7 separate regions of the Mus musculus genome follow, and all the other regions are linked to region 5. A link is a contact called in public ChIA-PET, Hi-C and HiChIP or PLAC-seq data. All regions are on one chromosome and are shown on one strand. The core of a region is the stretch at or near the end of the contact, and the rest is flanking DNA. Distances in the headings are between cores, read along the strand shown. Region 1 holds the start of Lmbr1l (limb region 1 like). Region 2 holds the start of Cox14 (cytochrome c oxidase assembly protein 14). Region 3 holds the start of Troap (trophinin associated protein). Region 4 holds the start of Tuba1a (tubulin, alpha 1A). Region 5 holds the start of Tmbim6 (transmembrane BAX inhibitor motif containing 6). Region 6 holds the start of Smarcd1 (SWI/SNF related, matrix associated, actin dependent regulator of chromatin, subfamily d, member 1). Region 7 has its middle 16 kb from the start of Lima1.

Evidence for each region. A called contact is a pair of places that touch in the nucleus more often than the background predicts. ChIA-PET counts read pairs in DNA pulled down with a chosen protein or histone mark. HiChIP or PLAC-seq counts read pairs in DNA pulled down with a chosen protein or histone mark.
Region 1: a contact with region 5 is called in an HNF4G HiChIP or PLAC-seq map of pancreatic cancer cells. The contact joins the promoter of Lmbr1l here to the promoter of Tmbim6 in region 5. A contact is called at or near these places in 2 of 484 Hi-C or Micro-C datasets (both in liver) and 1 of 115 datasets of contacts at active chromatin or transcription factors (pancreatic cancer cells).
Region 2: a contact with region 5 is called in an RNA polymerase II ChIA-PET map of effector CD8 T cells, with 14 read pairs. The contact joins the promoter of Cox14 here to the promoter of Tmbim6 in region 5. A contact is called at or near these places in 1 of 39 promoter capture datasets (liver), 1 of 15 datasets of contacts at CTCF or cohesin (the NIH/3T3 cell line), 4 of 484 Hi-C or Micro-C datasets (embryonic stem cells and liver), 3 of 115 datasets of contacts at active chromatin or transcription factors (effector CD8 T cells, embryonic stem cells and pancreatic cancer cells) and 1 of 9 other capture datasets (adipose tissue).
Region 3: a contact with region 5 is called in an H3K4me3 HiChIP or PLAC-seq map of stem cell-derived neural progenitor cells, with 4 times the contacts expected there. The contact joins the promoter of Troap here to the promoter of Tmbim6 in region 5. A contact is called at or near these places in 1 of 39 promoter capture datasets (second pharyngeal arch cranial neural crest), 4 of 484 Hi-C or Micro-C datasets (CD8 T cells, cortical neurons, nephron progenitors and 1 more), 12 of 115 datasets of contacts at active chromatin or transcription factors (the SCID.adh cell line, SST interneurons, T-cell acute lymphoblastic leukemia and 6 more) and 1 of 9 other capture datasets (adipose tissue).
Region 4: a FOXA1 HiChIP or PLAC-seq map of pancreatic cancer cells shows a contact between it and region 5. The contact joins the promoter of Tuba1a here to the promoter of Tmbim6 in region 5. A contact is called at or near these places in 1 of 484 Hi-C or Micro-C datasets (embryonic stem cells) and 2 of 115 datasets of contacts at active chromatin or transcription factors (bone marrow-derived macrophages and pancreatic cancer cells).
Region 6: a contact with region 5 is called in an HNF4G HiChIP or PLAC-seq map of pancreatic cancer cells. The contact joins the promoter of Smarcd1 here to the promoter of Tmbim6 in region 5. A contact is called at or near these places in 3 of 39 promoter capture datasets (the 3T3-L1 cell line, liver and neural stem cells), 3 of 484 Hi-C or Micro-C datasets (all in liver), 4 of 115 datasets of contacts at active chromatin or transcription factors (the NIH/3T3 cell line, embryonic limb bud, extraembryonic endoderm stem cells and 1 more) and 3 of 9 other capture datasets (adipose tissue, liver and pancreatic islet).
Region 7: a Hi-C map of liver shows a contact between it and region 5, with 1.8 times the contacts expected there. The contact joins the enhancer-like site here to the promoter of Tmbim6 in region 5. A contact is called at or near these places in 1 of 39 promoter capture datasets (hippocampal neurons), 1 of 484 Hi-C or Micro-C datasets (liver) and 3 of 115 datasets of contacts at active chromatin or transcription factors (embryonic forebrain, embryonic stem cells and pancreatic cancer cells).

What each region holds. Positions count from the first base shown.
Region 1 is chr15:98,916,748-98,919,580 of GRCm38.p6, reverse strand. It overlaps Lmbr1l (limb region 1 like), which reads left to right and starts at 1,483. Exons shown (of 17, transcript NM_029098.3): 1 at 1,483-1,731. The coding sequence starts at 1,660. Gm41396 (a long non-coding RNA gene) reads right to left here and starts at 1,612. Exons shown (of 5, transcript XR_001781764.2): 1 at 1,525-1,612; 2 at 559-668.
Region 2 is chr15:99,724,324-99,727,236 of GRCm38.p6, reverse strand. Cox14 (cytochrome c oxidase assembly protein 14) reads right to left here and starts at 1,619. Exons shown (of 2, transcript NM_183256.3): 1 at 1,389-1,619. Gpd1 (glycerol-3-phosphate dehydrogenase 1 (soluble)) reads right to left here. Exons shown (of 8, transcript NM_010271.3): 8 at 2,223-2,913. It overlaps Gm16537 (predicted gene 16537), which reads left to right and starts at 2,763. Exons shown (of 3, transcript NR_155353.1): 1 at 2,763-2,913.
Region 3 is chr15:99,073,590-99,076,666 of GRCm38.p6, reverse strand. Troap (trophinin associated protein) reads right to left here and starts at 1,694. Exons shown (of 14, transcript NM_030159.1): 1 at 1,575-1,694; 2 at 1,169-1,317; 3 at 870-1,059. The coding sequence starts at 1,312. Gm34284 (predicted gene, 34284) reads left to right here and starts at 1,998. Exons shown (of 3, transcript NR_155351.1): 1 at 1,998-2,111.
Region 4 is chr15:98,952,247-98,955,189 of GRCm38.p6, reverse strand. Tuba1a (tubulin, alpha 1A) reads left to right here and starts at 1,689. Exons shown (of 4, transcript NM_011653.2): 1 at 1,689-1,739. The coding sequence starts at 1,737.
Region 5 is chr15:99,391,275-99,394,240 of GRCm38.p6, reverse strand. Tmbim6 (transmembrane BAX inhibitor motif containing 6) reads right to left here and starts at 1,294. Exons shown (of 10, transcript NM_026669.4): 1 at 1,201-1,294.
Region 6 is chr15:99,701,034-99,703,747 of GRCm38.p6, reverse strand. It overlaps Smarcd1 (SWI/SNF related, matrix associated, actin dependent regulator of chromatin, subfamily d, member 1), which reads right to left and starts at 1,461. Exons shown (of 13, transcript NM_031842.2): 1 at 1,250-1,461; 2 at 455-642; 3 at 115-157; 4 at 1-10. The coding sequence starts at 1,426. It overlaps Asic1 (acid-sensing (proton-gated) ion channel 1), which reads right to left. Exons shown (of 12, transcript NM_009597.2): 12 at 2,618-2,714. Gm34939 (predicted gene, 34939) reads left to right here. Exons shown (of 3, transcript NR_168656.1): 1 at 1-122; 2 at 246-506; 3 at 958-2,341.
Region 7 is chr15:99,889,770-99,892,572 of GRCm38.p6, reverse strand. No RefSeq gene overlaps it. Among named protein-coding and RNA genes, the nearest start is that of Lima1, 16 kb to the right of the region's middle. Within about 2 kb of position 1,367, at least 102 of the 459 cell types and tissues checked have an H3K27ac peak or open chromatin away from gene starts, as enhancers often do. A contact at or near this core is called in embryonic stem cells, liver and pancreatic cancer cells, where this site is marked.

The sequences.
Region 1 (2,833 bases), core at 234-2,733, 470 kb after region 5:
GCAGACCCTAGGGATCCTCCCGTCCACACCTCCCCGGGTTCACCAGCCTGCACTACTCATTAATTGTGGGTGCTAGGAATGGAACTTAGGTCCTTCTCCTGTTACCAACTGAGCCATCTCTATAGCTACCCCTCCCAAATGGTTTTTGCTTTGTGTTTGAGATTAGCTGAACCCACAGATGTAGAACCCAACAATGCAGAGGGCCAACTATATAAACATAAATGTATACACGGGATGTATTTATTTTGTTTTTGAGACAAATTCTCACCATGTTACTCTGGTTGTCCTAAAACATTATGTAAAGGGCAGACTGGCCATGAATTTATAGATCCACCTGCTTCTGCCTTCCTAGTGCTGAATTAAAAGACGTGTGCCACAATGCCCAGATGGTTTCTGAATCTCAAAGTAGGACTGGGCCAACCTCTATTTTCTAGTTTCAAATTAAAACGTTAAAACGTTAAAATGTTAAAACATTAAAATTAGATAAAGGCTATAAAGAGAACAGCACATAGCAGGGAGTTAATGTTTGGGAGTTAATGTTTTACTCAACCCACTCACCAATATTCCCTGGGATATTTCCTCAGTTTCGGGATAGCCTGGGCCTGGTAATACATGCAATCAACTAGGAAGCTGAGAATTCAAGGGTAGCCTGGTTTGCATCGCAAGACCTGTCTCAACAAAACAAAAGTTTCATGACATTTTTAAAAAGTCTCCTGTTTTTTTGTTTTTGTTGTGGTTTGTTTTTTAACTATTTGTTCTCTAATACCCTAGGCCTTCCACAAAAATAACTGTGTGAAAGCTGTCTGGAGTGGCAGGGAAACTCCAATAACAAATAAAAAAACGCATCGGGCAGTGGTGGCACAAGCCACTAATCCCAGCACTTGGGAGGCAGAGGCAGGCGGATTTCTGAGTTCGAGACCAGCCTGGTCTACAGAGTGAGATCCAGGACAGCCAGGGCTACACAGAGAAACCCTATCTCGAAAAACCAAAAATAAAAATAAAGAAAAAGAAAAGAAAACGCTATGGACCTTTGGGTTACAGGCAGCCGTCCCTTCAGAAGACCCCGTGGTGCTTACATCTTCTCGACGGGCTGACCTGATCCCAACCTTATTCGTTTAAACTAAAATCCTGACGGATACACATCCTGGAACCAACCCTCACATCTCAGCCGTGGACCACAAGGACTCTTAGTTTTAGAACAGCTTCGACAGGCCAAAAACATCCCGCCTCCTTTCCCAGAATGTCCTATCAGCGCACTCCTAGCGATGACCGACAGTCTACGAGGAACCAGTAAGTTCCGCTCCTCTGAAGAAACCCGCCCAGGCCTTGTGTCGTCACTGGGCACCAAGCCTGGCACTTCCGCGTAGCCGGGCGGCGGGTACTTGCGTTGAAACGTGCTTGCGAGTGACCCCACCTTAAAGGGGAGGGGACCGAGGGGGACCCGAGCCCTTTAAGACTAGGCGGGCTGGGGCCTGCCCCTTTAAGGGCGGGGCGTCCGACCGCAGAATCTGAGCCCCAGATTACCTTGAGTTTCCGTCACGGGCAGCGAGGAGAGGCGCTTAGGCTGGGTCCGGGTGCTTGGCGGGCGGCGGCGGCCTCATCCCCGCTCGTCCTCCCCGGGCCCGGAGACACCCCCGCCCCAGTCATGCTGAGCAGAGTATGGAAGCAGCTGACTACGAAGTGCTATCCGTGCGAGAACAGCTGTTCCACGACAGGGTCCGCGAGTGCATCGTGAGTCCGGGACCTGGGCGGGAAGGGGCCGGGCCGAGGTGGGAGGGGCGCGCCGCGATGGAGACGGGAAGTCCAGCTGCCTGGGCTCCGGAGCACCTCGACCCCTGCGAGCGCCGGGGCCGGGCCGGTGAACTCCCGGTCGGGTCGGCTGGGTCCCTGAGCCGTAAACAAAGCCGCCGGGTTTCCGTTCCTCGGCCGCTCGCCCCTCCCCCCGCCCCTTCTACTCCACCCCCGTGGGCGTTCCTGGCGATGGGGGTCCTCTAGTGTGGAGCGTTTGATCCTCTGGAAAAGGATGGATTTGCTTCGGGACAAGTTAGTGTGCGTGTTCCCCCTTAAAAGTAGATGAAGGGCAACCATGGTTGATGTTGAAATGAAGGGAGACTCGGTCACATTGAGCAGTTAACCGGGGACATGCGATGGTGGCGCGAGGGGCGAAGGAAAAGTGGGAGCTGTAGTGGGTCCTCCCACTAAGGAAGAAAGAAGTCCTGTCCGACGAGATGGGGTTGTAAGAAGTGGAGATGGAGGAACACCGAGGTTTCCCCGCCTGTTTTCTCTCCCCTGTAGTAGTGGTTGTTTTCATTCCTTCTGTGATTGAATCCTGGGCCTCTGGCATGCAGCATGCCAAACACAAGCCAATACAATGACACACACCCCGCACGACTTCCGGATAATTTGTTTGACACTCAGACTGGGTTTCCAGCCATCCCGTGTGAGTTCTCATGTGTGGGTGGGGTGGGGTGGGGTGGGGTGGGGGTGGGAGGGTCCCGGGTCCGCAGTGATCCTGAGCGCATCTAGCCTGTATTTCTTATTCTTTAAGCATTAATCTAGAATTGCAGTTGAACTTTCCATACGGCAGTGTACTACTCTAGGGTAGGAGCACCCGTGGGACTTAGGGAAATCTATTTTCCTTGGGCCTGCTTTGAATGATAATCTCTTTGTCTGCTGGGTTTTTTTGTTTTATTTTGTTTTGTTTTCCCAGAGAGCTCTGCACATACTAAATGAAAAGGGAAGGGTTTGGAGGAGTGGAAGGAGATCTTACTGAATAAAGGGGAGGGCTCAGATGGTGTCTTTCTTCATTTTTCTCAGGCTGAGCTTTAGGCTA
Region 2 (2,913 bases), core at 370-2,869, 330 kb before region 5:
AACAGGTGTATATGATGCGATGCCATCAGAGCTAACACAGGCTCTCCTTATTTGTGCTTAAAAAGTGACCAGCCGGGGCTGGAGAGATGGCTCAGTGGTTAAGAGCACTGACTGCTCTTCCAGAGGTCTTGAGTTCAATTCCCAGCAACCACATGGTGGCTCACAACCATCTGTCATGGGATCCAATGCCCTCTTCTGGTGTGTCTGAAGACAGCTATAGTGTATTCATATACATAAAATCCAGAAATAAATCTCTTTAAAAAAAAAAAGTGACCAGCCCACCCAGACTATACTAGGAATCAAACCTGGGTCCTCTGGAAGAACAGCAAGGCTCTTAACTGCTGAGCCATCTCTCCAGCCTCAGAACCATATTTTAATCAGGCTACTTATTGTGGTAGTGAAATTCTCCCGAGAGAGGACCTGAAGATAGACTTGAGGATGTGTGTGTCTGGGGGATCCTGCCTGTAGAGTGCCAGAGTCACTTCGCCCTGGTGAAAAGCTAATTTCACCTTGTTCACTGATAGAGAAGATTTGAGTATGATTTAAAGTGGGATGTAACTCAGTGTAGCAGGCACAAAGCCAGAGGTTCAGTCCCCAGAACTGCATTAAACAGAGCATGTGGTATATGCTGGAAATCCCAGCACTCAGGATGTGGACATGAGACCCTGTCAAAAACAAAAAACAAAAAAACGGGGGGGGGGTGTGAAACAAAAAGAAGCAAATCCGAGATAACCTCAAAAACAAACAATAAAACCCTGAAGTTAGAAGCCCAGATACAAGGATTAACTTTGGAAATAAAAGAAACTCTTGAGACTGGCAGAAGGTTTTCATCTGATGGGCATCCTTTACAAAACAAATAAGGATCAAAGCCCTAAAACCACCCCAGCTTCTGTCATTTAGCCCTCTTTGGAGAGACTTGGTGTCCGCAGAAAACAACTTCTGACTAACGGAGCCCAGAAAGGTAAGCTATGAACCCCATATTCTGTAGGATCAGAGAAGGTGGTGAGGACCTCAGAGAAATAAGTGGCTTTGAGGGACCGTGAGGAGCTTTGGGGTTGAGGCGAGCAGTTTCAGAAGGGAGGACAGCCAGGCCGCAGTCACACCAGGAAGGCGGTCGGACTATGACAGCCGGGGAGCCAGCAGGGGCTAGCACAGCGCAGGGACTAGGAGCCGCGCGCTCTCAAGGGCACAGGCCGAGGACGCGCGGTGCGGGACACAGGGGAGCGGAGGGGAGCGCGGTGCGGGGCACAGGGGACAGCAGGGACTCGGAACGGGGAGCAGGGGAACAGCGTGAAAAGCGGCGACACGGGGAGCAGGGGGCGCGGTGCGCCGAGCAGGAGAGCGTGGGGGGAGGGCGAGTGCGCTTGGCCGTCCGGCCCGCGGCCTACCTGGAGGCTGCAACTCGGCCGCGTCAGAGCGATGCCTGCTCAGTCTGCCACTCGCAGAGTCGCGCGGCCGCCGCAGGGCAGGAAGAGGCAGTCACCAACGCGCAGCTCCTCAGCCACTGGTGCTCAGCCCCGCTCCGGACCCGACACCCCCTGCGAAAACTCGCCCACTAAAGCGAGAGCCAGCCTTGAACTTCCGGCTTCTACCTCTCTCTTACGCACGCTCAGTCTAGCCTTCCTCTCGGAAAGGCCCATTGAATTCTGGGGGGTGTGGTTCTGGTCCATCAAGAGCGCTCCTTGGAAAACGGGAAAAATTTTAGCTCAGAATTAGCCAATCCGCAGTCTAAGTTCAGTGACGTAAACTGTAGCTAGGTAGATCCTCGGAATTCTCCAGCGATGGGCCTAGCGCCCCCTACCGCCTGGAGCGGCCCTTTACAGGGTGATCCGGAGGAACCGACCTTAGCTGGACCAGCACTAGTGAGGCCACAGAATGGGTGTAGGGGGTGAGTCGGGGGATGGGAGGGTGACTCGCTAATATTTCTGCCTTGTGCGCGACCTCCTCGTAGGCAGGCAACGTGACAGACCCTGTAAGAAGCGCTGGGAAGACTGGCTGACAGCTTGGGTGGAAGAGGGGATACGAAGCACAAAAGGGGACGGGGGTGGGGTGGGGGGGTGGAGGTGGGGGCTGTGAGCAGAGTGGACGCCAATGCCGATTGATGCCCGAGTGTGGCTGCTATTAAACAAGGATGATTTTTTCCACTTCTTGTCTTACATTGAGTAAAACATGCATGCAGTGATACATGACCCCACACACTGCCACATAAACTCCCCCAACTCTTCCAGTTTCTGGAAAAACCACACTTTATTGGGTAGACAAGTGGCCTGACAGAAGACCTCAGATTCACAGTTGACTGACTGAGCAAACATAGGTTAAGGTGTTGGAATCTGTCTGCATCCCGCCCCAGTCTCCCGGGGAACAGCTCTGAATTGAGTCATGCGTGGGAGGGTTCCAGCCCAGTCGGGATCGATGACAGGGCCCCCCCTCTTCCCCTTACCCGACAGCTCTGACCTTCACTAAGACGGAATTCTTAAAGGCTAGGAGCAGAGAGGGACCTGGCACCTTAATGTGTTAGTTTAATATCAAGCTGGCCAGAGCCACGGTGTCCCAGTTGCTGCCACACAGGAAATGGAGACCCCTGGTGGAGAGAGAAACCTCCAGCTATTTATAGCTAGCGCTCCAGGCTGCTGATCTGTGACATTCTCTTGCTGCCACCCAACTTTGGAACAGGGCCAGTGCAAAGCAGTCTCCCATCCCCCTCTGATCTCCCTCACCCCAGGGCAGGCAGTTTTCAATTGTCCTTCCCTCGAGTTCCCCAGCTCCTGAGGTGTGTGGGTCCGATCTCGCGAGGACCTTGTTCTGTTCCGAGGACAGCTGGCCTTGGACTAGGACCCACCAACCCTTGTGGAAACCTACTGAACCTTTGAGCTGCTCCTTAGTTCTAAGCCTACAGATGCCGGGTGGCCTTCC
Region 3 (3,077 bases), core at 445-2,944, 320 kb after region 5:
CGGCCAGCTATAACTTTAGCTCTAGGGATTCCAATGTCCTCTTCTGAACTCCATGGGTACTGCACTCACATGGACTCACATAAAATAAAAAATAGATCTTTAAGCCGGGCGTGGTGGCGCATGCCTTTAATCCCAGAACTTGGGAGGCAGAGGCAGGCGGATTTCTGAGTTCGAGGCCAGCCTGGTCTACAAAGTGAGTTCCAGGACAGCAAGGGCTACACAGAGAAACCCTGTCTCAAAAAAAAAAAAATAGATCTTTAAAATATATATTTATGGGCTGGTGAGATGGCTCAGTGGTTAAGAGCACCCGACTGCTCTTCCGAAGGTCCGGAGTTCAAATCCCAGCAACCACATGGTAGCTCACAACCATCTGGAACAAGATCTGACTCCCTCTTCTGGAGTGTCTGAAGACAGCTACAGTGTACTTACATATAATAAATAAATAAATCTTTAATATATATATATATTTATTGTTGAAAAGGAAGAATTAAAGCTGAAGTATGGACAGATTATAAAGACTCAGCATAACAATGAGCAAATGACTGTGACTGTCTTGCCCAGGGTTGCTAAAAAGGCCCAGAAGATGTCTTTTTTTTTTTAGATACAATATAATTGTTTAGGCCTGGAGTTCAATAGGTAAAAGGTGTCCAATTCACAGAGACCACTTGCCTCTGCCTCCTAAAGTGCTGGGATTAGAGGCATGAACCACCATGCCAGGCAAAAGATGGCATTTTGCTGAAAGTGATGGTTTCTCAGAGCAAAGAGGTTTCTGGACAAAACCCAGGTCTCTTGCAGTATGCAAGACCTCCACTTTGGGTCTCCCATTCTCACTCAGCCAAGTAGGCTGCCCCCAGGTCTGGAACAGGTACCTGTCTGGGGATGGGTCACAAGCCCCACATTTGATCCCCCAGAGCTAGGCTTGAGTTCCTCCAGAGGGTTCCGCAGGGTCTTCAAGCTTGGTGATTTTTCAGTCTGGTGCAAGGTTTTCGATCTGAGGCCTGCCGTGTCAGTGAGTGGACGTTGACGTTGAGTACTGCGCGGTGGTTTCTGTGCTGGTGTCTAGGGGGAAGGGGGAAAAAGCTGGGATTCAGTGCGGGGGTGGGGTGGGGATGGGGGGTGGGGGTGCATTGCTGACTCGAGGTGCCTCCTTGTGTCCAGCCCCTCCTACCCTCGGATCTTGGTTCTCCTGGTCCAGAGAGCGCGACTTGACTGAGGAAAAATCTTGGCATCTTTGGGAGAGTACTGGAATCTTGCTAGGGTTGGGAGATACACCTCGGAGATGGGGATCCTTATTGGTTTGGAGGGTAGTCATGGCGGCTATAATGGAGATGAGAGAAGAAGGTAGACAGGACTGAGGACCAAAGCAAATCACTTCTCAAAGCATGGGTGCTGATATCCCTGATTCTTTCCCCTTGGTCCCAATCCATGTGCCTAGAAGCCCGCACCGGCAGCAAGGCCGCTCTCCTGGCAACTCTTCCAGAAACCCTAAGTCTGCTATCTCGCCCCGGAGCTCCAAACTGCTCTCCTCCCTAGGAACCTCGGCAGGACTCCCCTCTAAGATCCTCGTGCCGCACCATTCCAGGAGGCCCTCCGGGTCACCTCTACTTCCTCGGGTTTTTCGCCGATTTCTTGGGTTTCTGCTTCTGCTTCTGCTTGCGGCTGCTGCTGCTTCCCCGGTTTGTAAAATACGCCAAGCTCCTGATTGGCTGGTACCCGGTGACTCGGAGGGTCGTGACGTCACACGGAGCCACCCAATCCGCAGGCTCCGAAGGCGGGGCCAGAGAAGGACTAGTCGCCGAAACGTTTTCTTGATGGGAGAACAACTGACCAGCTCTCTCGGCCAATCCGAGGACGGAGCGCGAGTGGCAGGATGGGGGCGGAAAGCCAGGGAGGATGCTGTTCTGAAGCCCGGGAAGGCCAGTCTGGACTGCAACGGGCATTACCGTACTCTCGCGAGAGCTGGAGCCAACCGAGGGCTGGCCCCTCATGAAGACCGCGGAATTGTGGGAAAGATTGGCCATCGAGACCACTGTTGACCACACTCTGAACGTAGTGCACGGCCGGGTTTTGGGAACCATGGGCACTTCTTGCAGGAGATAGGAGCCTAATGGGTGAGAGGGCTGGAGGTACCTGAACTGTTGGAGCCCAACGAGAACGAGGAGCCAAGAAATCCTGTGTCCACTCGGACCTCACACCCTGGTGGGATGTGGTCAGGCCCAGGGTGGCTGGAGCTCTGTTAATCAGAATTGAAGGGCTCCTCCTGGGTGGGGAGATCTCTGCATCTTCAGGTTTCCTTCCACCGGTCTGGATGAGAGGGCTCACCTGCTCCTTACTGGCAGGCAACTGTGAGGCTGCCAGATGATGGAGATGGGGGTGGGCAATGTCTCACCCCACCCCACCTGAGAGTGGCCTCAAACTCGCAGCTTCCTGCTTCAGGAAGCTCGGATTGCACACTCCCTGCATAGTTTAAAGGGTGCTGACCAGCAAGCCAGGAACATAGGCGTGCTTCCGGATCTCCCCTTCCATATGCCACTTCTTTTCACACCTACGGATTTTATACCTTTGAGCATCTATTCAGCTGTTTAGCCAGATGAAACAGAGCACACAGAGACAGTCAGCTTGGTTTTATTTTATTTTTTTAAAAGATTTATTTATTATTATTCATTAGTACACTGTAGCTGTCTTCAGATGCACCAGAAGAGGGCGTCAGATCTCATTACGGATGGTTGTGAGCCACCATGTGGTTGCTGGGATTTGAACTCAGGACGTTTGGAAGAGCAGTCAGTGCTCTTAACCGCTGAGCCATCTCGCCAGCCCTCAGCTTGGTTTTAAAAGCGATTGTCTTCCAAATAATTTCCTTGCCCAACCCCTTGAGTCGTTTTATTTTAAATATATATGCTTTTAGTTAAACAATTTATTTTTATTATATGTAAGTACACTGTAGCTGTCTTCAGACACTCCAGAAGAGGGAGTCAGATCTCATTAAGGATGGTTGTGAGCCACCATGTGGTTGCTGGGATTTGAACTCAGGACCTTCGGAAGAGCAGTCGGTGCTCTTAACCTCTGAGCCATCTCTG
Region 4 (2,943 bases), core at 440-2,939, 440 kb after region 5:
CCTCCCACACCAGCGCCCTGCGCCTTGGGAGCCCAGCCGGAATGAATGGACTCCACAGGGCTCGCAAACAGAGCTGCGGGCGACCAAGACTCTGCTACTGAAAGGGAAGCCATCTGTCAAAATCCACATTTTTAGCTCGGTGCCCAAACAAATATCTCTTTTCCTCTAAAATTTCATCCTGCAAATTATCAGTGGTCCGCAGCTCGGAGACTCACTATATAGAGATCTTCCTTGCTGACAACGGAGCCTTTCTACATAGCAAGAGAGTGCCACTGTAATCTATTTCCTAGGAGTGAAAGCAAGGCATTTTTGTCCCAAGGGGCAATTGAGCAAGGACCACAGTCTCTGGCTGAGCAGCCTTGGGGAGAGCAGCTACAGTTCCCACAGTCAGAAGCCCAGCTGCGGAAGGGGCTATTTACAGAATTCAGGGAACTACATAAAACTGCAGCAGGGCTGGCACTGCACAGTTGTCTGGGGATGAAAACATCACAAAATGGTTTCCTTTTATATTATAAAACGCTCCTCTTTTTAATTTGGCATCTCAGTTATTTTTTACTTGATATCACCCCTCCCCCTCCAAAAAAAAAAAAAAGACTGGAGAAATACAAGCCCACACAAAGAGCTAGTTTTTAAACTCAATTCTTTCTCCTTACAGTTTCTGAATTCCATATTAGAAAGGATGGCTCATTTCTAGGGACAAAATAACACAGGCTCTGGGGTGAGGTAGGGTGGGGTAGGGGGGCGGGCACGGAGGGGTGATGGGAGAGAATTACAGCTAAAGAAAGAAAGCTCTCTAGTATTAAGTACTACTTTGTATATTATTTCTCTCTTCTCTTCTTTCTTTCTTTCTTTCTTTCTTTCTTTCTTTCTTTCTTTTTCTTTTGGTTTTTGAGACAGGATATCACACTATATATCCAGGGTGGGCACAAATTAGCTGCAATCCCCGGCTTCCCAGTGCTGGGATACACAGGAATAAACCACTAAGGCCAGTTAAGATGACCTTGAGCTGCAAGTCTTCCTGCCTCTGACTCCCAGGTGCTGTTGAGGTCACAGGCGTGGTCTACTCGTACTGACTTTTGCTCAAATAATAATAAAGAATAACAATAATACAATAACTATGAAACTAAACATTCAGCCACGCCTTTTTGACCACCCCCGTATCTTCTGCTACTTTTTAAAGCAAATAGAGATGTTGAATTCTGACAGAACGTAATTAAATTCAGTATATTAAAAATGAAAAGCTGGAATTTTCCAAAAAGATTCTAAACATAAATTCTGTGATTAAGTGTTGGGAAAAACCTTAGATGATTTTTAAATACAGTTTAAGGTTTAAACTACGTATAATCATCCAACCCCAGTTTTCTTTCTTCCCTTTCCACCCCTCCCCAACTCCACCCCATAATGGATGCTCGGCTAGCTGCCTTTGCACGGCCTTTGTCTGAAGGATGCAAAGTCTACGGATGCTAGGGGGAAGGGGTGGGGGAGAGATTACCTCATACCATGTCGCTTGCACCAATCACCACTCTCCTGTCGCGGCTTCTCTGGGCAGACAGAGGGGTCTGGACCAACAGGAAAAGGCCCTGGCCCATCCCCATGGTGACAGAGCTGTATATAAGGAGCCGCATCCGCCCAAGTGCCGCAGGTTCTCTTACATCGACCGCCTAAGAGTCGCGCTGTAAGAAGCAACACCTCCTCCTCGCCTCCGCCATCCACCCGGCAGCCGCGAAGCAGCAACCATGGTGAGCAAGCCTTCCCCGGCTCTCGGTAGATAGAGGGTGGGTGTCAGTCGCCCCAGATCTGCAAGGAAACGTCTAAGGCTTTGGTCACCTCTGCGGGGAAAGGGTGGTCTCCATGCTTTAAGTTTATCTTAGTCTTTGAGTCCCGCCGCCGCAGTGCGGGACACGGAAACGCCCAGACCGGGAAGAACAAAGGCAGCGCCGATGAGCTAGCGCTGGCAGAGCCAGGGACTGCAGGGGACCACGGGGACCGCCGGGGACGGGTGGGGGATCGAGGGTCCGCTGCTGTAGGAGGGCAGGGGCGGCGGCCGAGCCCGAACTCCAGAAACACCGCCCCACTTCGCTAGGAAAATGTTTAGTTTGCGTCGGATCCATGGCAGCCGCTGTCAGGGAGGCGCAGGGGCGGGGTTGTTTGTCTCTTGCTTCCGTGGCGTTTTGGGAGGGGTTGGTTCTCACTAAGCCTCTTCCGAGCGGTTTTTTTTTTTTTAATTATTTTTATTTTTACTTTAAAAAAAATCGTTGTGGAACTGTAGTCATGGGATGTTTCGTCTGCAGGGCTGTCAAAAATACGATTTGCTTAACGGGGACATCTCGCTGAGGGGGGAGGGGAGCTGGATGGTTGGGGAATGACAAAGCCCACTTTGTGAATCCTAGAGTACGCTGATGGTCAGAACCCAGGGAAACGCCCTTCCCCGCCCCCCACCCCCGCAGACAATGAAAGTAGTCCCTCCACAACAGACGTGTATCTCTATAGAATGAAATATTAGTGGTATGTAGAGATTCATAGGATAAAAATATTATTTTCTACTTTTAAATTTAGCTATCTTTTCACTTGTTTTTTTAAAAAATGTTGGCGCTCATTGTTTCTAACTTAGCCTGCTTTAAGAATATTTCCATTCCATACAGTGGAAAACCTTCAAAAAACAATGGATTTTCTGCAAAGAAAAAAATTATACTCTGCACCCAACCATCTTTTGTTCTAATAAATGTGCACTAATTCATTAATTCAGGCTAATGGCCCCAGCCAGGGTTAGGAGGGACCATGAAAGCAGCACAAAGAGATCGCATAGACAGCTGCTGGAAATAGAGCTTTCTCTGTTAAATAATGTAACAGCACAGGCTAGCACCAGGCACAGAGAACGTGGCAATGCAGAAATCAGACTTTGTCTAGCTTGTCGACTAGCCAAAGTACTGATGGGGTCTGTCT
Region 5 (2,966 bases), core at 45-2,544:
AGCAGAAAACAAATTAGACAATAAAGAAACACCAAAGAAAATAAATGTAGCAACTACTGACTTAAGTGTGTTAGCAGAAGGCATGAAAACGTGATTGGGCAATTCAGGGACTTCCTGAATCATACCTCTCTCTTAAGATACCCATACAGCCACAAGGTAAACCACATACAAATATTAATAAGTAACTACAAAGTCTGGCATTGACCTTCAGCCTTCAAATTCCTGTCTGTGTTTCAGGCAGTCAGCTCGTCCGAAGTGTTACACATTCACAGGTAGTTTGTGTAACTGGAGAGTCTCAAGTTCAAAGTGGTTTTGTTGTTTGGCCAACACAAGCCTGGTTGGACAGGCAAAGCAACCTGGCCTGGCACCAGACAACTTGTTTTTGTTTTTGTTGTTTAAAAAAAAAGAAAAGGAAAGAAACGAAGGCAGGCAAGCCAAAGCCTACTTATCAGTCAGTCCAAGAAAAACAGTACCCATCGCCGCCCTTCCGGGGCAGACTCTGGAACTCACCCAGGGTTCAGGACGAAGCAATCAAGGCCACCTCACCTGTCCAGAGGCAACCAATCAGATCAGAGTGGGGCTGCTCCGTGGGCCTGGGGAGCCAGGCTAAGCCCGGGGCTTCTCACCTCGGCCTCTACCATTGGCTTCTAAGTAACTAAGGAATCTCGAGTGTCATAAAGAAGTGTGACATCACCTGGCCCGCCGTGACAGGGCAGCCTTATAACCAGGCCTACCTCAAGTCCCCAACCCCGACGGCTCACCCAGGCGAGGCAGAGGAACCCGAGAAGGAACAGCCGAGAGGCGATCGCAGGGTGGGGCGGGGTGACCACAACGACACAGCTTTCTCTTTCGTTTACCTCAAAGTCAGGGGTGGGGGACCCGTCCCGAATTCAAGCCCTGAACTCGGCTGAGGGTGGAAGGGACGCAAGCGAGGGTCGCTAAGAGGCCTGCCTTCGCCACAGACACAGGTCCAACTGCCCGGGAGACCCCGCAGACTCGCCCCCGCCGGCGCTGCTGCGCATGCGCGGCATTAGTTCCTCCGCGTCCCTCCCCGCCCAGCTTTCCTTCGATCTCGACGCAGAACAGGCCGGGTTGCCTAAGGAGCTGATCCGTCCGAAAACGGAAGCTACTACCCTCTCCCGCGCTTGCTCCCTCCCTATCCCTCACTCCGGGTTTGCCCGATCCTAGTTTCGCACGTACCTTCTCAGCCCACCTCTCCGGAGCTTCCCTGCTCTGCTAAAACCGGATGTGCTCTGAGTCTCCGGGGGTTGGCGCTGGAAGTCTACCCACACCCGCCCCCTAGGGAAACCCCGCCCTCAGACCTGCCCAGGCGAGTTCTCATTGGCCCCCGGCTGCACTGCTCCTGTCCGTTATCTGCACGTTCATAAACAGCAGCCGCTTTCGTCAGAGTCATTGGCTAATACCCCTGTCAATCAAGACTGTAGCCACCAACCCGCACCTTAGCAATAGGCCTCCGCCTTCTTCCCCCTACATAGGAAGGATGGACGTCGGGCTTCAGACCCATGGAGTAGGAAAAGTGAAATGGGGCGTGTCAGGCTTAGACCGTTGTCATGTGAGACCACCCACCCATGACACTAAAATGTCCCAAGATGCTGGTTTTAAGCCTCTCATGGGATGGTAATGAAGGAAAGCGAGGCAGCTCTCCCTGGGATCTCTGTTTTGTTTTTTGAGACAGGGTTTCTCTGTCCTGGCCTTCCTGGAACTCACTCTGTAGACCAGTCTCTTAAGTGCTGGGATTAAAGACATACGCCACCGACACCCGGCTTTCTCGAGACCTTTTAACATTGAATATAATGGCGCTTACGCTTCAGAGCACCTTTGAAGGGCCAGCCATTCTACAGGGACCCAGGGACCCCAGCCTGGAGGGTCTGAGGCTACCCGGTAGCTCAGGAGCCCCAAGCAAACTGGCTACAGAGACCACAACCACCTGCATGGAAGTGAGTGGTTTTTGGTAGTTACCCAAGGCCCTGCAAGTCAGGTGTAACGGCCTCAAAGACCTGGTCTTGCAATCCTAACCAGCTCTTTAGAGACCTGGCCAAGGGCGGTCAAAGAGCAGGTGGTTCCCTGGCTCGCCACGTCCCTTAGGGCGTGTTCCCTAGTTGGAGCATAACCTAGTTGGAAGGAGCTGTGAAGCTAATTTTAAAAGAGAGAAAAAAACCAAAAACCAGGAGCCTTTATTTTCTTATTTTTATTTTTTGTGGCCTATGCTTTTAAAAATCAATTTCACAACTCATTAGTACTGTCTGAAATCACAAGTATAGAATGGGTTCCAGCTGGATCCTGGGTAGTTGAGGGCTGCATGCTGAATTAGGGCCCTGAAGGACTCCAGAGTGAGGCAGCCTGAGGAGTGTGTAGAGGAAAGGTGGAAGACCATCTGAGCCTCTCAGTTCTGCTTCCAGCAAAGCCCTTAGGGCTGACCATGGTTTGGGCCAAGGTAACTTTTACCTACTACACACTCAGGAGGTAGAGGCGAGCAGATCGCTGGTCTGAGAGCAGCCTGGTCTATAGAACGAGTTCCAGAACAGCCAGAAATACCCAGAGAAAGCACGGAGAAACGGGGTTGGGGGTTGGGCAGATCAGAGACAGAGACACTAGAGACAGAGAGGAGGAGGAGGGGATCGAATGGGAGGAGGTGGAGGTGGAGGTGGAGGTGGAGATGGAGATGGGGGGGGGGGGGACCAAGTAAGCCTGCACTCTGGAGGTGGAGGCTAGAGGATCTGAAGTTTCTGGACAGTCTGAACTAAGGACATCGTTTTTGATTAGTTTTTCCCAACTGGGAACTCTTGCACAGGTTATGCTCCAACTGGGGAACTAAGGGAGGTGGGGAGTGGGGAACCACCTTATGTAAGTTAAAATTAACACGTTTTAAAAAACCTGCCAGGTATTGGCATAGGCCCTTAAACCCAGTATTTAGGAGAGGGAGGGAGGCAGGTCTCTGAGTATGA
Region 6 (2,714 bases), core at 212-2,711, 310 kb before region 5:
GTTCCCGAATCTTAGGAACAGAAAGACAGAGATGGGATGGGGCAGCCCTCGTTCTGACCACTTCTATTCTCAAAGCCACTACCCCTTCAAGGAGACCTCTGCAGCTGCACTCACCCTTTGAGGTAGGATTTTGTCAGCCATCTTCTTTTTCTTTGCACTGTTCAGAATAAATACTGTGATCAGGTTGGGATAGGAACTAGTCAGAACGTGAGCAGTGTTGTGAGCACCTTTGTTTATGGTTACAGCCAAGGCCTACGAAATGACTCTCCATTTAAAGACGCTACCTCTCCCATGACCACCAAAACTCCACTGCATCATGAGGCCCTGTTAGTCCCTGCAGCACCGTTTGGTGCCACAGCGCTGACTTCCTGGTTCTGCATGCCCACCACCAGCATCCTCACAGGCCTCCTCTCCCCCATACCCTTCTTTCCTTCACCCCCAGGGGTCATCTTACTTGTGATTTCGATTTTGGACCGCCTGCTGCTGGACCTGCTGGATCTGTTGAGGTGCAGGTCTCTTGCGGGACTGGTCCATCCCTGACTGGGCCAGACCAGGTCGGACTGAAGGGTTCCCCCCATAGCCAGGAGGTCCCATGGAAGGTCCCTGAGGTGTCATTCGGCTACCTGGCAGCATACCTGGTCTCTACAGAAGGGAGAGGACCCAGAAATGTCATACTTTTCCTTGCTAGCCCCACCAAGAAAGGAAAAATGGTGGCAGCCTGGATTTCAGGAGTGGGTTAGGGCTGGGGGTGGGGTGGGGGGACAACAAGACAGTCCTTTGCTTCTTTGAAATACAGTCACTGGACCTTCAGTGATTTCATTGCATATAGTCTAAAAACTAGATTATACTCAATTTTTCTGGTCTATGCTGGATCTGACTCACCAGACATGTCTAGTCAGCCCTACATTTCTTTTTTTACTAGCTACTGTCTCCTCTAAAGCTGACCTCCATTTGCAGCTATAACAGCCTGGGTATTCCTGGGGACACGGGGGCTGCCCACTCCCCTCTGCATTCCATGACCATCCCAGGGCCCACTTCGCCCACCCTGGTTCCACACTCACTCCTCACATGGAAACAATGCCGCCAGGAGCAGGTAAGGATGCTAACCTCCTCCCCCCCCACACACCTCCACTCCCGGCCCGAGCCCCTCCCCAGGGAGTCCCTCCCACTTCTCCCTCACCCCTGTCAGTCCTCCGCCCTCGCTCGGCCCCGCCCCCGGCCCGCGCGCCCCTCCTCCTGTCCCACTCACCGGATAGGCCGCCCCGGGCATCGGAGAGCGGTACAGCCCTTGACCCGGCGCCGGGCCCATTCGCACGGGAGGCCCGGGAGTTCCGCCCGGGCCCAGAGCAGCCGCCACGCCCGCTCCTCCTGAGGCTCCCGCGCCGCCGCTCGGAGCCACAGACTGGAAACCCGCCCGGGCCGCCATCTTCCCGGAGCCGCCGCTGCAGCTGCACAAAGAACCGGAACCGGAACTCCCCCCGCCCCCCGCGCGCCCCCCGAGCGCCTGGGCTGTTTGTGGGCCCGGCCCGCCGGCGGGCACAGGCGGCTCGGAGCAGCGAGACTACGGGCTAGAGGGGGCGACTAGCGGGAAAGGCGTGCTGACCACTCCCTCCCGCCTTCACGGGCCAGGAGGGAGCACCATAGAGAAGCGGTGTGCGGATAAAGAGGTGCCGGGAGCGAGCGCCTCCACGCGGTTGGAGGACGGTAAAAAGCCTTGCAGAGAGCCCAGCCCATCCGGCTGGCGGCTGGAGTGATGCTTCACCTTGGCCCAGTGCATTTACCTCTCCAAAGCATTCTGGTTGCCTTGCTTTTCGTTCTCCTACTGCTCAGACTCCGGGTACTAAAGAGGAAAACGTGCTGTTTGTTCGTTCGGGAAAAGTAGAACTCGAAGGAGATCAATGTCGTGGCAAAGACAAATCAGCAAGAGAAAACCCATGCCGGGCCGTGGTGGCGCACGCCTTTAATCCCAGCACTTGGGAGGCAGAGGCAGGCGGATTTCTGAGTTCGAGGCCAGCCTGGTCTACAGAGTGAGTTCCAGGACAGCCAGGGATACACAGAGAAGGCTCGGGACCCTTCACCTCAGACGTTTAACTTAAGATTTTGATGCGTTTTTTCCCGTGACTTTTCTCCAAAGAGTCCTGGATATTTGTTGCCATAGATAACTGCTGGTCCCCTGCCCAGTGATCAGACGAATCCTGAGCCTGTCTTTTCCCAGCAGGATCAGTGTTTACCTGATCAAGTATGTAGGGTCTGGTGTAGCCCAATCTAGCGTTAAACTCACTGTGTAATGGAAGATAGCTGCTCCATCTCCTACCTGCTGGAATTACAGGTATAACCACCACACCGGGCTACCACTCAAATTCCCTTACTCTAGTTGTGTGGCTCTCAAGGCAAGCTCCATTCTAAAGGTAACACCCACAGTTTGCAACTAAAAACAGCACTGGGCAGGATAATGGCAGCTCAGGCTTTTAATCCCAGCATTTTGGGAGGCAGGAGGATCTCTGTGAGAGTTCGAGGCCAGCCTGGACTACAGAGCCGTTCCAGGACAGCCAGGGCTACACAGAGAAACCCTGTCTCAAAACAAACCAAACAACAAACAGAAAACCAACACTGAAGAGATGGTTGAAACCCAGTTTATTAGACCAGAGGCATGCGTCACCCAGAGCCCCTCCTGCTGCCCCCCCAGCCAGTGTACATTTCTCAGCTTTGCCCTG
Region 7 (2,803 bases), core at 118-2,617, 500 kb before region 5:
GACTTAGTTATTTTGACTGTCTTTGCTTCGGGTTTCCCGAGTTACAAAATGGTAGCAGTAATAATTCTCAGCCTGCACCGCCAGTTAAGATGAGCTGGGTTAATGCTGGCTTGGCTCATTTTAACAACCTCCGTGGGTTAGGTGTTCTAGTTAAGGTGCTGATAACCTCTGGCCTGTTCTGTATAGCTCATGAGCTAAAACATTTTTTGTGTTTCTAAATGATTGTGAAGAGGAGAGGGAGGGAAGGGGTATAAGACCAAAAGGGAAAGGCTAGGATTGGTGGTATATGCCTTAGTCTTTCGAGACAGGCTTTCTCTGTGTAGCCCTGGCTATCCTGCTTGGTGGAGATCTTCAATGGTTTCAATAACATTCTAAAACTCAGGGCTGGAGAGGTGGCTCAGTGGTTAAGAGGGCTGGCTGCTCTTCCAGAGGACCTAGGTTCAATTCCCAGCACCCACATGGCGGCTCACCACTGTCTGTAACTCCAGCTCTATGAGTTCTAACATCTTCACACAGATATACATGGAGGAAAGACATCAATGCACATAAAATCAAAGTAAATATATATTTTTAAAAAAATCTAAGACTCAGATTTTTTCTAATAAATATGTATATTTTATTTGTGAGTTTTGTGTTTGCTGTTACAGGCCTGTACCACCCTGCCTAATATAGATATGCATGATACTATAATAGAACACATAAAAACTTGCACTGATAGCTATACAGGCTCAGACTACAAATGATCAAAGAAGCAGAAAGCCAGGATGGTTAGCACACACCTTTGACCCCAGCACTTGGGAGGAGGCAGAGAGGCAAGTGGATCAATATAAGTCTGAGGCCAGCGTGGTCTACATAGCAAGTTCCAGGGCTACAGAGGAAGACCCTATGTTAAAGATATATAGGTATATAGATAGACAGATATAGATGATATAGACAGACAGGTGGTCTATATAAAATATATATACAGATAGACAGACAGGTGGTAGACAGACAGACAGACAGCTTTTGAGCCAGGTGGTAGTACATGCCTGCAGTCCCAGAACATCTGTTATTCTTGTATTTGAGAAGCTCAGGCAGGTGGATGTTAAGTTCCAGTGTAGACTACATAGTGAAAGGGTGGAGGGCGGGGGGGGGGGGGGGGCGGCTCTGAGCATGGGTGTGTGTGTGGCTGTGACCCCAGCACTTGAGAGGTGGGAGCCCCAGGAATATTGCATATTCAAGGCTGTCTCAAAATCAAAATGGGGGGGGGGGGAACCAACTCACGTTCATTGCCTTCCTTGAAAACTAGATCTGAGGCTGACTCTGGAGTTTTTACTGAGAGCTCACAGGAAGCCCGACGACCTTCACTGTTTGTCAGTAGAAGAGCAGGGTGGTGCAGAGTCTAAAGTATGACCCCGGCTAGTCACATGGAGACCGTTTTGTTTTGGTCTATGTTTTGAAAGTAAAAAAAGGACAGTTTTTCTGCATGATTCCAAAAGTACATTTGGACGTCTGAACACCTGCTGACTGTTGTTTGCTAACAGGGGTGTGACCCGCCTCCCAGTAAGCTGTCTGTGCATTTTGGTATTTCCTCCTGCCTTTTAGAATTAACAGCTGCTTCACGGTTAACTGGGAAAGAGCAGGTGTGTTGGAGATCGGAAGAGGAACCAGCAGTGGCCAACCTAAGCAGCACTGCTGTCCTTTGCACCGGAAAAGACCGACGGGAGGAGAAGAGGAGGGACAGACTCTGGTGATTTAAGGTGACAGACAGACAACAAGAATAACTGTCTTTGACTTTAAAAGCTGTGGTACGAAAGGACATAATTAAATTACACAAGGACAAAGAGGGATAGAGAAAGACGAAGAGGTGTTCTCAGGTCAGCTTGCCACTACAGCCACGCACTGTTCTCCCAGCGTTCCCTAGAGAGTCTTCCCCACCTGGTGACATTTGAGGTATTAAGCATGTGAGATGAGATTGGGCACCTTAAGCATGTGACCCTTAAGGGGCTGGCCGTGCTCCCTTCCTGCTGAACTAGTTTCTTATCCCAGAGGCGGATCCTGGAGCTCAGGTGTTCTCCAGTTTCCCAGTGCTCTGCGGGCTTCTATCGCTCTCTCTGAAAAGGACGAGGAAAAGCTAACAGATCAGATTCTGCTGTGGGGTGCACTGTTTGCCTCCTGGAAATCCAGCGTGGGAGAAAAGGAAGGAGTCTGAATTTACTGACGATGGAGCCCAGGGTCCGTCCTTTCAATATAACTGCAAAGAAGCAGCTGACTGAAACCAAGAAACTGGTCTCATGAGTACACGGTCAATATGTCAAAAAGGGTTGGGCATGGTGGTGCACGCCTTTAATCCCAGCTCTTAGGAGGCAGAGACAGGAGGATTGCTGTGAGTTCTTGGTCAGCCTGGTCTATACAGTAAGTTCCAGACCAGCTGGGACTATATAGTGAGACTCTGCCTCAAAAATAAATAAGATGGAGCTAGAGAGATGGCTCAGAGGTTAAGAGCACTGGCTGCTCTTCCAGAGGTCCTAAGTTCAATTCCCAGCAACCACATGGTGGGTCACAGCCTTCTATAATGAGATCTGATGCCCTCTTCTGCGGTGTCTGAAGACAGCTACAGTGTACTTACATAATACTAAATAAATAAATCTTAAAAATAAGTAAATCAATAAGATGGGGGGGGTGAAAAATGGGAATCAGGGGTGAATCTGAGAAAAACAAAACACCATTATGTACAGGCATGGAATGTCAGATACTAAGTTTTAAAGTATTCTAAAAAGAAGTAAAAAGGAACCGCAAACAAACTCTTGACTGCAAAGCCCGA